Linked DNA regions of Mus musculus: region 1 is linked to region 2. Evidence: chromatin contacts called from public Hi-C data. All regions are on one chromosome and are shown on one strand. Each heading gives the region's core, a stretch centred on a gene start, on an enhancer-like site or on the middle of the called end of the contact. The rest is flanking DNA. Distances are from core to core; before and after follow the strand shown.

The links. Hi-C and Micro-C count contacts between places; a contact is called where the count stands out from the background.
Region 1: a Hi-C map of epidermal suprabasal cells shows a contact between it and region 2, with 5 times the contacts expected there. The contact joins two enhancer-like sites. A contact is called at or near these places in 1 of 15 datasets of contacts at CTCF or cohesin (stem cell-derived epiblast-like cells), 5 of 484 Hi-C or Micro-C datasets (differentiating embryonic stem cells, embryonic stem cells, epidermal suprabasal cells and 2 more) and 2 of 115 datasets of contacts at active chromatin or transcription factors (both in embryonic stem cells).

What each region holds. Positions count from the first base shown.
Region 1 is chr14:99,626,302-99,633,252 of GRCm38.p6, reverse strand. All of the region lies in intron 1 of Gm34061 (a long non-coding RNA gene), which reads right to left. It also overlaps the pseudogene Gm9298. Among named protein-coding and RNA genes, the nearest start is that of Gm33880, 5.5 kb to the left of the region's middle. Within about 2 kb of position 1,957, at least 65 of the 459 cell types and tissues checked have an H3K27ac peak or open chromatin away from gene starts, as enhancers often do. A contact at or near this core is called in epidermal suprabasal cells, where this site is marked.
Region 2 is chr14:99,123,883-99,130,966 of GRCm38.p6, reverse strand. The region is part of intron 5 of Pibf1 (progesterone immunomodulatory binding factor 1); the gene reads right to left. Among named protein-coding and RNA genes, the nearest start is that of Dis3, 28 kb to the right of the region's middle. Within about 2 kb of position 4,071, at least 8 of the 459 cell types and tissues checked have an H3K27ac peak or open chromatin away from gene starts, as enhancers often do. A contact at or near this core is called in epidermal suprabasal cells, where this site is marked.

The sequences.
Region 1 (6,951 bases), core at 708-3,207, 500 kb before region 2:
AATCCTTATCCTTTGCCTATTCTTTCTTCATTCATAATGTGATATCAGAGAGGCCATGTCAGTCCTTCCTGTAATGTAAAGACATGTAAAGACATGTTGTTTGTGACTGTGGGGTGGGAAGACTTTAATATGGAGCAGAGAACTTTCTCTGAGGAATCCGATAAATCTCAACGTTAAACACAGTTCTGGAACTTTTCTGAGGACTTAATTTTCTTCTGCGGAGAGAGGGGAAAAAAAAAATCTGTGTTTAAAACATCTCTTGCCCTGAAAGATCGTTAGAAAGTTTTGAGAATAAGGAAGTCAATAGGCTTTGTCTGAAATAAAAGCTAGTGTTCTGAAAAAATAGAAACGTATTTTAAATTTTGTCTATAACCTTAATTGGAAAGGATCCCAAATTTACCATATTTAGAATGCTGAGGTAGTTTGGGATCTGAGACAAACAGTAAGATTAGTATATATACCAAAGGTATAAGGCTAACCAGACAATTGGCGTTAATATTAAGTAAATCAGAGATCAGAGCAGTAAATATTTGAGCAAACTTTGTGTCTCAGGAGTCGGGTGACTCACAACCTCCCACAAGTTCAGACAAAGTGGACTTTCAGGAGAATTCGCTGCTTTCCCAGTTACTCAGCAAGGCTTAGGGGAAGAGGTGAAAAGAGAGAAGAAAAGGTTTCCATTGGCTAACAATAGGTGGCGTTTCCAGGAATGGGGCTTAAGGATCAAAGAGAAAAGGAATTGATTAACTCATTTAGAGAAGGCAAGAAATTAGGAAGAAAGCAGAAAACACCTGGGCTCCCCTTGAAGACAGGGGCTTGCGCAATCTCTCCGAAACTTATCTGTCACTTACTCATCCACCAGCCAGAGAACTTCTAAATAAATATTCAAGGAGCAACTACTTGCTAGGCAACAGTTTGGAGATGAGAGGCAACCACAGCATGCCGGGTGATTCTGAAAGGATAGATTTACTTCATGAAAGAACCCTTAGCTCACTCTCCAAAACCAAAAGGGATTGGGCAAAACAGCTATTTGTCGCACCCATCTCTAAATGAACTGATTCTGAGTGATAAAATTCATTTTGCACTCTGCAGTTTGGCAGAAGTCACCAAACATGGAACCTTGCCCATCACCAATGTTCAAAACATCTGACAACTCCGAGGGCCTGGCTATTACCTATGCATATTTTTGTGCGTATTCACTTGTCCACAGGACTGCATAGATCATCACAGCACAAGGGTGCATAGATGCACGTGTGCACACGTGCGCGCTAATACACACACACACACACACACACACTCATACACTCACACATTCGCACGTGCACGCTCACTCCCACAGACAGGTACATGTCTGGGGGTGGCATTAGGCACTGGGAAATGTGGATACACACAAATTATCTTTGGAAATTAATATGGGATTTAAATCATACCTACGGGTCAATATTCAACAGTTGCAACAAGTATTTGACCCGTTGTCCATGATAAAATAACATCAAGATACTAATATATTCTCCTTTAGGGATTATATTTTCGTTCTATTTCTATCCAATGGCTGATTTCCGTTTATATCTATGAAATGAGGAAATGTTCTGGTGTTTGAAATGTGAACACAATGTTGCCATGATTCTAAAAAAAAACCAAAAAAACAAACAAACAAAAACAACAACAACAACAACAAAACTCAAGCAATTCAAAATTGTTTCCTGGTAAAACTGCAAGCACCTCCCCTTTCTGGTGTCTTTGAGTCTCTGATTTCAGATGCATTAGTCATGTTCCTTGAGGCTGAACCTCATTTTATTAATTTCTGAAGTTTTCTCCTCATATAAAGGTAGCTGGAGTTCTGCAAGAGCATTAGAACAAGATCAGCCTGTTCTCAACGTGACAAATTATACGGTTTCTATGTGAACACTGCCGTTCTTCATTCAGAGTCAGAAAGCATGGGAGCTGAGATGAGTCATAGTTTCCCGACACTGGAAGAACTTGTTTGCTTCTCCCGCCTCTGAAATGCCATCAGAGAAGAACTCGATTCTTCCCAAGGACCAGCGAATTCTACAAGATCACATTCTAGATAAAGGAGTTTGAAACGAAGAACACACCACCACCACCTCGGTGTAAATTTAACACCACCACCACATCCCTTGCACGCAGAGGCAAGGCTGAGAAAGCGGTTTGGTTAACCCCCAAGCTGCCTTTAGACAAACCAGTATTGAAGCTTTCTTAGATGTTCAGACAACAAGGTGTTTTAGTGATGCTGTTGTCAGTGAGGAATAGCAAACTCTTTAGAGGCGAATATCAAACCATGGAGATTGATCAATGACCGTGCTGGTGCTCACCACAACCTGCGAGGCAGAGATCTTTGTCCACCTGACTGAAGCTTTGACATTTTCTTTAGTGGTCTCATTTCTCAATGACACAATGTACTCCTCTGTTTTACACAACTGTCAGAACAACAGTCCACCTATTCATATCAGCAACACGAAAACAAAAACAATGTGTACAGAAGGTAGGAAGAAAACAAAACAAAGACTTATAAAAGAAGTCGGCATCCATTCAGCAGCTGCCTTTGTCTTCTCCCCAGCCTGCCTGAAAATGTCATACTTCGGCCTGGAGACTTTCAACGAGAACCAATCTGAGGAAAACTTGGATGAAGAAAGTATGATTTTAACGCTGGTCCCATTTAAGGAGGAGGAGGAGTCAATCACAGACTACCCTATGCAATCAAATGTTTCTTCTTCAACCTCAGACCACACACCACCAGCCCGTTCGTTCTCTGGTGAGGCATGCGGGAATCAAACATCCAACCAGATCCATACCAAGCACCTGTCCTCCGCCCAGCCTGCCTCCTATTAGGGACGTGTCCCGGAACACTCTTCGGGAGTGGTGTCGGTATCATAACTTGAGCATGGATGGCAAGAAAGTTGAGGTCTATTTGAGACTTCAGAGACACTCATATTCTAAACAAGAATGTTATATTCCCAATACATCTCGTGAGGCCAGAATGAAGCAGAGTCCCAAGAAATCCAAGATTGTCACCAGAGGAATCGGGTCTCCAAGCAGGTGCCAAAGGAAGAAGCAGGAGAATGGTATCCTGGGAATTCTAACTTCACCTAAGGAGTCCACATTTGCAGCCTGGGCAAGGATTGCCATGAGAGCAGCTCAGTCAATGTCTAAGAATCGATGTCCTCTTCCGTCTAACGTGGAGGCCTTTCTGCCACAAGCCACTGGATTCAGATGGTGTGTAGTCCATGGCAGGCAGCTCCCTGCACGTAAGAAAGGCTGGGTTCGCCTGCAATTTCTTGCTGGACAGACCTGGGTTCCAGACACTCCCCAAAGGATGAATTTTCTCCTCCTGTTACCGGCCTGTATTATCCCAGAACCAGGAGTGGAAGATAATTTTCTATGTCCTGAATGTGTTCAGAGCAACAAGAAGATCCTAAGAAACTTTAAAATTAGAAGCCATGCAAAAAAAAAAAAATGCCCTACCCCCAAATATGCTGCCTTAGACAAGATTTTACTCTGATCTAAAGGGAATGGAAGAATAGTCTGTGATCCCTATAATGGCTAAAAACAAACAAACAAACAAAACAAACAAACAAACAAAAAAAACTGGCTGTCAGTTATCAGAAGCCCCTCCTCCTGTCTCCCAGCAGAGTAGAGACTGCTGACAAATTAGCATCCATCTCTCTAACAACAGCCTGCTGCATCTTAACATCTCTGACAGCTCCTCATGGCCTTGTGCTGGATTGGCTAAATGCTTAGCTATCTGAGAAATGATTTGGTTTTACTGGGTTTGTTTTGCTGTACTTTTTTTAATATAGATTTTTGGTGGGGGAAATGGGGAGCAGTTTCAAATTAGCAAAGCAGAAAGTACTTTAAAATATATATATATATGAAAAGAAAACAAAACAAAACAGGCTTTAAGTTTCAGTTGAATTAGGTTGGGACCCTGGTATCTAAGCAACTCAATTGTTCTCTACCTCCCTGTCTGCATCCATAGGAAAAAAAAAAAAACAGTTAATGATATCTATCCTGTAGACATTTATGAAAATCAAAAGATAAATTTAAAGGGCTAGTTTACACTTAGTTACCGTCACTAACCCTTCTTTAAAACTTAATGAATTTATCTCACAAAGTAATTTGAGGAAGGATGTATCCAATATGAAATGTGCACACAAACACACACACACACACACACACACACACACACACACTTCTGAAAAGTTGCCAAACACAAGGGATGGCTACTAGAACCTCTGGTGGGTTTCCCAGGCCCCAGGGGATGGCTGCACAGCCACGTGCACATGGGCAGTACTAATTGGATTCTGGGTGTTATTTTAGAGAGAGAGAGAGAGAGAGAGAGAGAGAGAGAGAGACAGGAAGTGTGGAGGGAAATTTGAAGCTGAGGAGAATTAGAGAGAGGGAATGGCTAGAGAGATATAATAAGATGCATTGTATACATGTATCCAAATTTCCAAAAGTTATTTTGAACTTTAAAAAGTTGCTGAAGAAAAATTATCACCAGAGAACTCGTGAAAACTCTAGATCAAAGACCATTCTCAGTACAGAAATTACCAACCTTAATTCCCCCATGCTAACCCAATAAACTGCCCAGCACTGTCCCCAGCCAGGCCATCTAGTTTCTGGTGTAAGTTTGTCAGGGTTGACAATGAGAAGATGAGTTGGAAGAGGAGGAGCTGCAGCTGACGCCATCCTCCGTGGCCTCTCAGGCTTACTAAGGGTGGCAGCAAGACAGAGGTTAGTAACAAAGTCACCTGCTTCAAATCCTTTCTGAAGGGTGCAGGCGGCTAGACGTAGGAACCAGCAACTGCTAGGAAGACAACCACACTGTTGTATAAACTCTGTATTCAGGCAAATCTCACTGCTTCATACTGACCGTGTGCTCTTCATTCAGTTTCTGAAACACTCCGCCTGCTTCTTTGTCATCTCGTGGAGTTGTAATGGCTCCACAGACAGTTTCTCTAAGGATGTAAAGGTTTATCAGATTAGAGTGACTTGGTCCGGTTCCCAGGACATGGCCCACCCTATAGATGTCAGTTTCTTTCATCATGAGCAGTTCCTGATTTTAGAATGGGACTTCCTATGCTAAAAGAAATGGAGAAGGCAGAAATAGACTGACCATAAACCAAAAATCACTGGGGTGGTCAGCGTTCTTGTCGTCATAGCAATCACAATAAGAGGTTGAAAGGACGGGCAGGTGACCAGCCTGCCAGCATGCTATTGATCCAGATTCTGAAGTGTAGAAAATATTTTTCAATAATGTAATGAAAAGAAAAGAAAAGAAAAGAAAAGAAAAGAAAAGAAAAGAAAAGAAAAGGAAAGGAAAGGAAAGAGGAAATGAGCAGAAAGGAAAAGCAAAGATATTTGCCCTCTATAAAGCCGACTCAACTTCCTACTGAGTAGCCCAAACTGAAATGCAGAGACAGCTGGACAATCCACCCAGCCCTCAAACACTAGCAATTACCAAGTCAGAGCAGAAAAGGGGAATATATACTGTGCTTATTTCCTGATAACAAAGTTGGGAAGGAAATCTCATATTGGAAAATTTAAGGAAAAGCATTTATAAATAAAAAAATTAAAACAATCAAATTTTTCTTGACCAAAGAAATTGGATATTTTATTCAATAAGGATGAGTTTATGACAGATACATAAAATTTTCAAAAAAAAATTTTTTGAATTCTAAAAGTCACTGAAGAAAATTACTCTAATTGTTCTATGGAATAGAAACCCAAAAGTGTTCAGCAGTGTCTTAAGACAGTGTGCTGGCACTTGTTCCTAGTTTTAGAACTCAGGAGATTGTAGCGGAAGGACCACAGCTTCAAGTTCAGTCTACGTAAATAGTTTCCAGGGCAGCCTAAAATATACAGTTAGATCCTGTCTCAAAGATCATGCAGACAAACAAACAAGGATGACAGAGAATAAAAGAAAAATGAGCTTGGGGATATGGCAAGGTCAAGTTTGAAAGGACCTAAGGCCCTCTTCATGGAGATGTGTAAGAGACACCACAAACAGGTGTATACCATTCACATGTTTATAATAGTGAAATATAGCAATAGGCCCTACAGTGTCTAAGATCTTGGGAGTATTTCTCTGAATTTTAAATGTTGAAAACACTTCTTTTAAAGTTTTGTATGTTCTAATTCCAAGTGCCGTTTTCACATTTGTATGTAATTTTTCATAAAAATCTTGAGCAGCCTCAATAGGAACCCCTAAGGAACACAGCCTATGCCATAAGGTCAAAGAACATAAAATCCTTTTCAACTCTTGACGTCCACTAAATTGTACTCCTAAAAGGCTATGTTGATTTAAAGTTTTATCCTCCTGCTATTCGGCCATCTCTCTCCTTAATTGTATCTTTGCAAAACAGATATTGTTTTTGATAGTTTCTTTTTAATTCTCTAGGTAAGAGGTGTCTGCAATGTTTAACTTCCTTTTAACACATGCTTAATAAGATTAAACATTTCTTCATAAGTCTGTATCTCTTTTGAAATTTTCTTTTGTAAAGTATTCCCTCACATAGTCTGAATGAATTGCTTCTGACATAAACAATCTTTACATTTTTATTATTATTTATAATAAACGTTATTCTGAAACGGCCAGTACTTAAAATGAGACATCTGCCCCTATTGTCACAAAACATATTTTTGAAAGGACCAAGATGTTCTGCCTCCCTTCCTGCAGCTCACACAGGCCTCCAGTTGTGTAGCGTTGGGAGATTGTTGTGATCTGAAGTCAGGAACAATGGAGGCTCTTGCCTTGAGCGATTTCGAAGAAGCCACTTACACTGTGGGATCAAAGTCTCACCCTGACAAGTTGGTGTCTGTCCTCTGGCAGGGGATCTGGAGATGCTCTGCACCAGGAAGAATGGACCAGGAATTAAGTGAGGAGCCAAGCAGGTTGTACAAGGTCTTTGTCAAAACCTTGGGAAGATTTTA
Region 2 (7,084 bases), core at 2,822-5,321:
TTCCTGAAGGGGAGACCTGGAAAGGAGAAAACATTTGAAATGTAAATAAAGAAAATATTCAATAAAAAGAAAACAAATAAAAAAACCAAGCAAACAAACAAAAAGAAATCAAACTGAGTTAGCCACGAGAAGCAAGCAGCAAATCAGCACCTCTCCATGGCTCTGCATTAGTTCCTGCCCTGTTTGACTTCCTGACTTCCTTTGGTGATGACGAAAGGTGACGTACAAGTGTAAGCAAATAAACCCTTTCCTCTGCTCTTGTCCGACATGTGTCATCACAGCAACAGTGGCCCTGCCTGAGACCGTTCCTATATGCGTTTTCTGCTACTTCCCGACAAAACCAGTAAAAACACAAATAAATCAGAATGGGTCCAGGTATATGTTTAGGCTTCCAGGCTGGAATCCTCTAAAGAGAATTCCCATTTTCTTTGTCAAGTGAAGCATCAAGTGAGTTGACAGAAGTGAGAAGTGTGAGTTGGAGGTTTGTAGCCAGAGGAAGGGAGGGAAGGCCTAAAACAGCTCTCAGGAGACTGGAAGGATCAGGGGGAAAAGCCCAGCGGTGCCCCACTGGAGGCTGCTAACAACGAATTAGAAGTACTTGGTGCTGCTAATGGGATTTTCTCCCCAGTAATGCTCAGCTAGACAAACAGAGGTGCCTTGGGCTATTTTGATAAAAAGAAAGTTGAAATTAAAGGCCATCAACAAGAGAGATGTTAAAGATGGATAAGGCAGTTAAGAGGATAGAAAACATACTTTTGGACTGATTCAACCATGTGAATTAGAAATTTTGTTATAAACACATAGCTGAGAACTGTGGCTGAGTATTCTGATGATGTGCACAAGCAGAGAAGCAGATGCCGATGTGAAGGGAGATATGCAAAGGTGTACAAACCTGCAGACCTGACCTGGGGATATAGCTCAGAAAACAGCACATGTCTAGCATATGCCTAGCACATGCAAAGCTCTGGGCTCCATCCACAGCACTGAAAAAGAACTGAAACACAGTGGGGAGGGAAATAAAAGCACAAACGCTTAGACAGTCACATCTGAACGTGACGTCATCTTTAACTTTCATTCACCTGACCTAATTGTCACCTGACGTAAGTCTTGGAGGTTTATTTGCCACAGTCTGCTAACCTAGGCTAGTCCTGGAAGCTTCTGGCCTCCATACAATCTAATCTAGCCTAGAATGTTTCAGCCTCTGAGATTTACTGCTAAATAAGCTCACCCTTTCTAGATCTTTCTGATCTCTGGCTACCTGGCTCAACTCAGCTGTTCTGGCTCAAAACTCTCCAAGCTGACTGATTCTATCTGGCATCTCTCTTGGCCTCTGACTTTTGCTCTGCTTGGCCCCAAACTAACTCTAGTAATCTGTCCTAATCTTCTGGCTGCTTCGCATTCTCTGGCTTGTTCTGTTTTCACCTCTGTCTAGCTTGTCTCTCTGCAGCCTGCCTCTGTACAACTGTCCCGGTAAAACTGCCCCTTAAGGAGCTTCCTTTCCCTCTCTGCTCTCCTGAGAGTCGGAGATATCCTACTCTGTCAAGTCTTTTTCTGATTTGTCACTTTGTCTGCTACTCAATTAGGCATCACTTTCACACATGGATGTTTCCTCCTACAAACTAACCTCACCTTCATTGATTGTGTACTAAGGGTGTGTCTGTATTCTAGCCAGACTGGTTAAAGGGCAAGCCAAACCACAACTAGAAACAGGTTTGTTTTTCCCAGTAAATAACACAATCTCAGGGTTCATAGTATGATCAGATATTCTGCAACATGTGACTTTGAAATATGGGAAGTACAGGCACCTGCCATGGAGAAGAGTTTGCACACATGTACATGTACAATGCCATGGAGAAGAGTTTGCACACATGTACATGTACACACACATATATACGATTTTTCCTTCAGTATAAATGCCTCATAGGGAAATACAGCCAGAAGTTCAGTGTAGAAACACATACTTTATATCATGAATTTCTCTTAAATCAAAAATTTCTTTCAAGTAAAAAGTATCCTTTTAGATCTATGCTGAAGAGGAGACAGAACGATTTATAGGAGCCAGAGGTGACGGATGACTAAGGAAAGAGTATCTTACGGATGCAGAGACTGTGGCAGCCTGGAAAAGACCTCAAACTGGTACAGCAATAAGAGGAGAAAATGATATGGGTTTATATCCCTGACCAAGACACTGTCTGCAATTAATTCCCACTGGAAAAGAAGCAACGGCTTTATTCCAATGGAGTAGAATCTCACTAAGTATTAACAATGCTTCATACCTAGATGGCCAACAAAAATGAAGCCAGTGGTATTTTTGTAGACTTTTTATCTCATTTTACATGTTTGGGATTTAAAAAATGATTGTTGTTTTTCTTGTTTATTTCAAGCTCCAATTTATGGTATGTCTATTTCTTGTTTTGTTTTTTGATTTTTTTTTTTTAAAGAAAGAAAGAAAAATTTAAAAGTAAGGTGAGTAGGGAGCTGGTGGATTTGGGAGGAATTGGGGAGGAGAAAAACAATGAACAATATAATGTATGACTTTTTTTCCAATAAGTGTAAACAAATCTCTCTTTAGAGTTACAACTTTTGTTCGTTGGGGTAGGAAGATCTGCTTTGGGTACTCTTAGGAACTAAAGGTAAGAGTTGGATATGTTGGTATATGTCTGTAAGCTGAATACTTGTGAGGTGAGGCAGTTGGACTTCAAAGCCTGGTTTATGGAGTTAGACCTCGCTACCATAGCATTGGAAAACAGAAAATAGTGTACTGCCTCAAAATGGATCCACATTTTATAGCTACACAATTCTGTGGATAAGGCAAAAGGCAGTAGACTATTGCTGTATTCCCCACTGCTTTCTCCCCTGTGTTCTGTGGGAAGATGTCCACCTTACGTTCTCTCATCACTGAAAAGTGGATTGCATGTGCTAGGAGCAGCCATTCTTTGCCTCCCACAAGATAAGCAAAAGATTAAGTTTCTCATAATCCTAGCACCTAGTACTGTGGCTTTTATATAAAAGTTTTGTAAGTAATATTTATGGAAGAAGCAAGAGAGGACAATGTATAGAATTAGATGCAAAAAAATTATAAATATTTTTATAGAAAAAGAAGTAGACACAAAGTTTGCATTTGGCACCCCTTTCAAAGTGGAAATTTCTAGGTAACAGCTGAGTGAATCAACAGCCAAGTACCGTTTTCTCTTTTGAAATGAGAAAGCAATTACAAAGGGGAAACAAGTGCAATCTGAGGTATCAAGGAGACTGCCACTGCTTGATAGCTTTGTGTACTTGGAACACAACACACTTTTGACTGCCAAGGTCAATGAGACACACACACACACACACACACACACACACATTCAAGTTGTTTGCTATCTCCATGTAGAAAATACTATATCTGTAATTATAATTTTATGCTATAATGGTCTTATCTATGACCCTCTCCATATACCCACACATAACCCTGCGCTCCTTAAAGGCCTGTTCTATCTTCTCTGTATACCCAGTAACCCTTAGTCATTATAGCAGAAATATTTAACGAGTAAACTAATTATGAAAGATAGAGTCTAGAGTCCTAGGGCTTAGTATAGGTAAGTCAAACATAGACAGGGTTACTTCAAAATTAGTATATGCCTAGCAACTAATTGTTTCCCAGACAAAATTAAAGATTAAATAACATATCACCTCTTAAGCAATAATATTATATGTAGTGTGTGTGTGTGTGTGTGTGTGTGTGTGTGTGTGTGTGTGTGTGTGTGTGTGTGTGTGGTGGAGAGGCAGCATGAAAGAAATTTCTATTGCTTGATCTGTTGTTAAATGAGTGAGGTTTTGATTCACAAAAAATTGAGCTCTACCATTCCAATTTCTCTACGTATCACAAGCTTTTAAAAAAGAGGCTTGAATGGGGCCCCACCCTCCAATTCTCTTAAGCCCAAACAACAGCAGCTATTTTAGATACTCAGCATTTCAGAGATGAAAAATACACTGGAGAAAATCTATCACAATCTTCCTTTCAAGATAAGGCCATGATGAAACACCAGAGGAATACATGTCGATTCATGTCCATTGTTGCACTATTACACAAGTCAGGAAATGGAGCCAGCTTAGATGTCCATCAACAGATGAACAGATAGAGAAAATGTGGTAATACATTTACACAGTGGAATTTCTTGAATGGCAAAGAACTACGAAATCATGACATCTGCAGGAAGATAGCATCGATTATAAATTATAACTGAAAGGTAAATATTATGTTTTTCTTAATATATAGAATCTAGAGTTGAAAGTATGTGTCTGTATTTATGTATGTGGGGTGTGTGTGTGTGTGTGTGTGTGTGTGTGTGTGCGCGCACGTGTCTAAGAGGGTGGGAAGCAGAGTAGTGGAAAAACTGGTAAGAAAGCAAGCAGGAGCTGGTACTAACTTAGTGACCATGGTGACAGGGAACCAAAGAGAACACAGTGTAATGACACATCTATATTAAAAATCACCATGAAACATAGAAACAGTAAGTTAACAGTGAAACAAAACAAGGGACCAGCAGCCTGGAGGGCTGAATGGTTTGCATAGGAGTCCAGGTTTAAAGTCTAGGATCTGGAAATCACACAGTTTGTCCGTTTCTTAATTTCAAGTTTGTTTTCCTGAAGAATCTATTTTATAGTAACTATACAACCACTAAACAGAAGCTAATTTAACTTGCTGCCCAAACCCAACTTTAATTATAGGTTTCATGGCTTCAAATATCATATGTACATAAATCAAAGTTGATTCTGACCTCTCTCCCCTAAAACAATCATTACAATTATTTCTCGAATACATATTTTTTAAAATATCATCTGACAGTTTACTGTGGTGGTGCAAAACTGCATTCAGCATCCTTAGGGAGGTGTGGCAGGCTAGACTGCACGGCAGATTCAGTTTCAAAAGCTAACCTAAATAAAAGAACATCATTGGTAACGAGACATCCAGTCTGAACGCGCCTATGAGAAGTAAAGAGTACTCAATGAGGAAAGGAGACAGGCACATTTAAAAGCTGCCATGGAGCTGGGCAGTGGTGGCATTCGCCTTTAATCCCAGCATTTGGGAGGCAGAGGCAGGTGGATTTCCTTCCGAGTTCAAGACCAGTCTGGTCTACAGAGTGAGTTCCAGGACATCCAGGACTACACAGAGAAACCTTGTTTTGAACCTTCCCCCTAGGCTGCCCGCCCCCCCCCCCCAAAAAAAAAAGAAAAGAAAAAGATAAAGAAAAGAAAAAAAAAGCAGCCATGGAACCAAGTGGCAATTAGCCTGGATGGAATGAGGTTCTAAGCCATCTGGGCCAATTTGCAGTCTCTCACATAAAACAGACAAAAAGTGGTAACCTATGTGTCAAAGCAGACGGCTAGCACATGAAGTACTCCTGACTATAGCCAAACAGCCACTGAGGACACTGGGAGGGTGGCATCATCAAAGGGCCTGGAGGTCAGTGAGTTCAATCAGAAGCAGTTTACACTGGAAAGATACTCTGTGAACGACAGCTTACATTTGAACTGTCTTAGAAGAGTGAGAACTCATTCCTCAGAATTCTCTACAAGTTCCACTTGATCAATACTTTTCATCCAAGGAGCTAACTCATGAGAAGAGCCAGGAGCCTAACTCACCTTTGACTGCTACAGACTGCCCTTCTGCCAAGGGTCAGCTCTGCTGCCAGAGTCTACTCTTTGTCCTTGTTAAGCTCCTTAAGACATTACTAGTTTAATGTTGAAGACATTTTTAAAATAAAATATAATCTAGATGAAAAAAGGATACTCTCCTCAGATCTGGACACTGGATTATGATGAGAGTTCAAATCTGTGACCTCTGTCAACTAACCATAGCCCTGCAAAAAGTATACAGGAAACGGGGTGCTGGTAGTGCATGCCTTTAATCCCAGCACTCAAGAGGAAGAGGCAGGCAAATCTCTGTGAGTTTGAGGCCAGCCTGGTCTACAGAATGAGATCTAGGATAGCCAGAGCTTTAAAAAACAACCACCACCACCACAACAAAGAAGCCCTGTCTCAAAGAACTAAGACCAAAACTAACAATGTCCGGAGCACCACCAAAAGCAGTGTATAGGAACTGATCAACAGCCCACTCATTACTGGATGATTTTCTACTCCACAGATCTGGCAGAACCTATGGCAAAACCTCTGTGCTGAGACCTTAAGTGACACATTTTATAGCTAGGTGGCATACAGTAGAAACAAACCTGAAATACTAGTTTTTCAATAGATACTGATCCAAATCTAAGTTTTTCCCCACAAGACAATGTCTAAAAATATAGCCAAGGCTGGCCTTGAATTTGTAATCCTCCTGCCCTTGGCTTCCTGACAGACAGCTAGAATAACAGTCACAAACCACCATACTCAGCTCAAATTCCATCTTAATATTTGAGAGATGAACCTAATATATCATGTTTAAAATATCACATAGCAACAAAGAATGTGAGTATATCAATGTCTCAAAAGTATGGATTTCTGGCCTTCTGTGCCATTGAGATTAGCAGTAAAAGTATTAACAAGTATAGGTAGGAAAAAGAAAGGCATTACGTTACCCTACCAACGGAAGTAACAACCTTTAGTTTTGCTTTATCGGCCTGCAGTTTACTCTAACCTCCCTGCAATGAGAGATGCTCTGTTGTAACATGCAATACTCTGGCTGTACTCAGTGAGGCAGACGGCCTGCATCTGAGTCATTTTGAATGTAAATGGTTGAAGGCCATACTGACAGCTGAGCTCCAGGGCTAGACTGCTCAGGTGCTCTGTGGGCTGCAAATACACTGGGCTGCAAATATTCTGGTGTGTGTTCAAGATAAGCCATCTTTGATTTCTTTTTCTGACTATATTTTTAATGATTTATTTATTTTTATTTTAGGAGCCCTGGTGTTTTGCTTGCATCTTTCTCTGTGTGAGTGTGTCAGATCCCCCAGAGTTGGAGTTACAAACATTTGTGAGCTGCCTCGTGTGTGTGTGTGTGTGTGTGCGCGCGCACACGCGCGCGCGCTGGGGACTAAACTAGGGTCCAGTTAGAACAGCTAGTTTTGAGGTTTATACTGAGTTCTTGCTTGGTCTACCACAT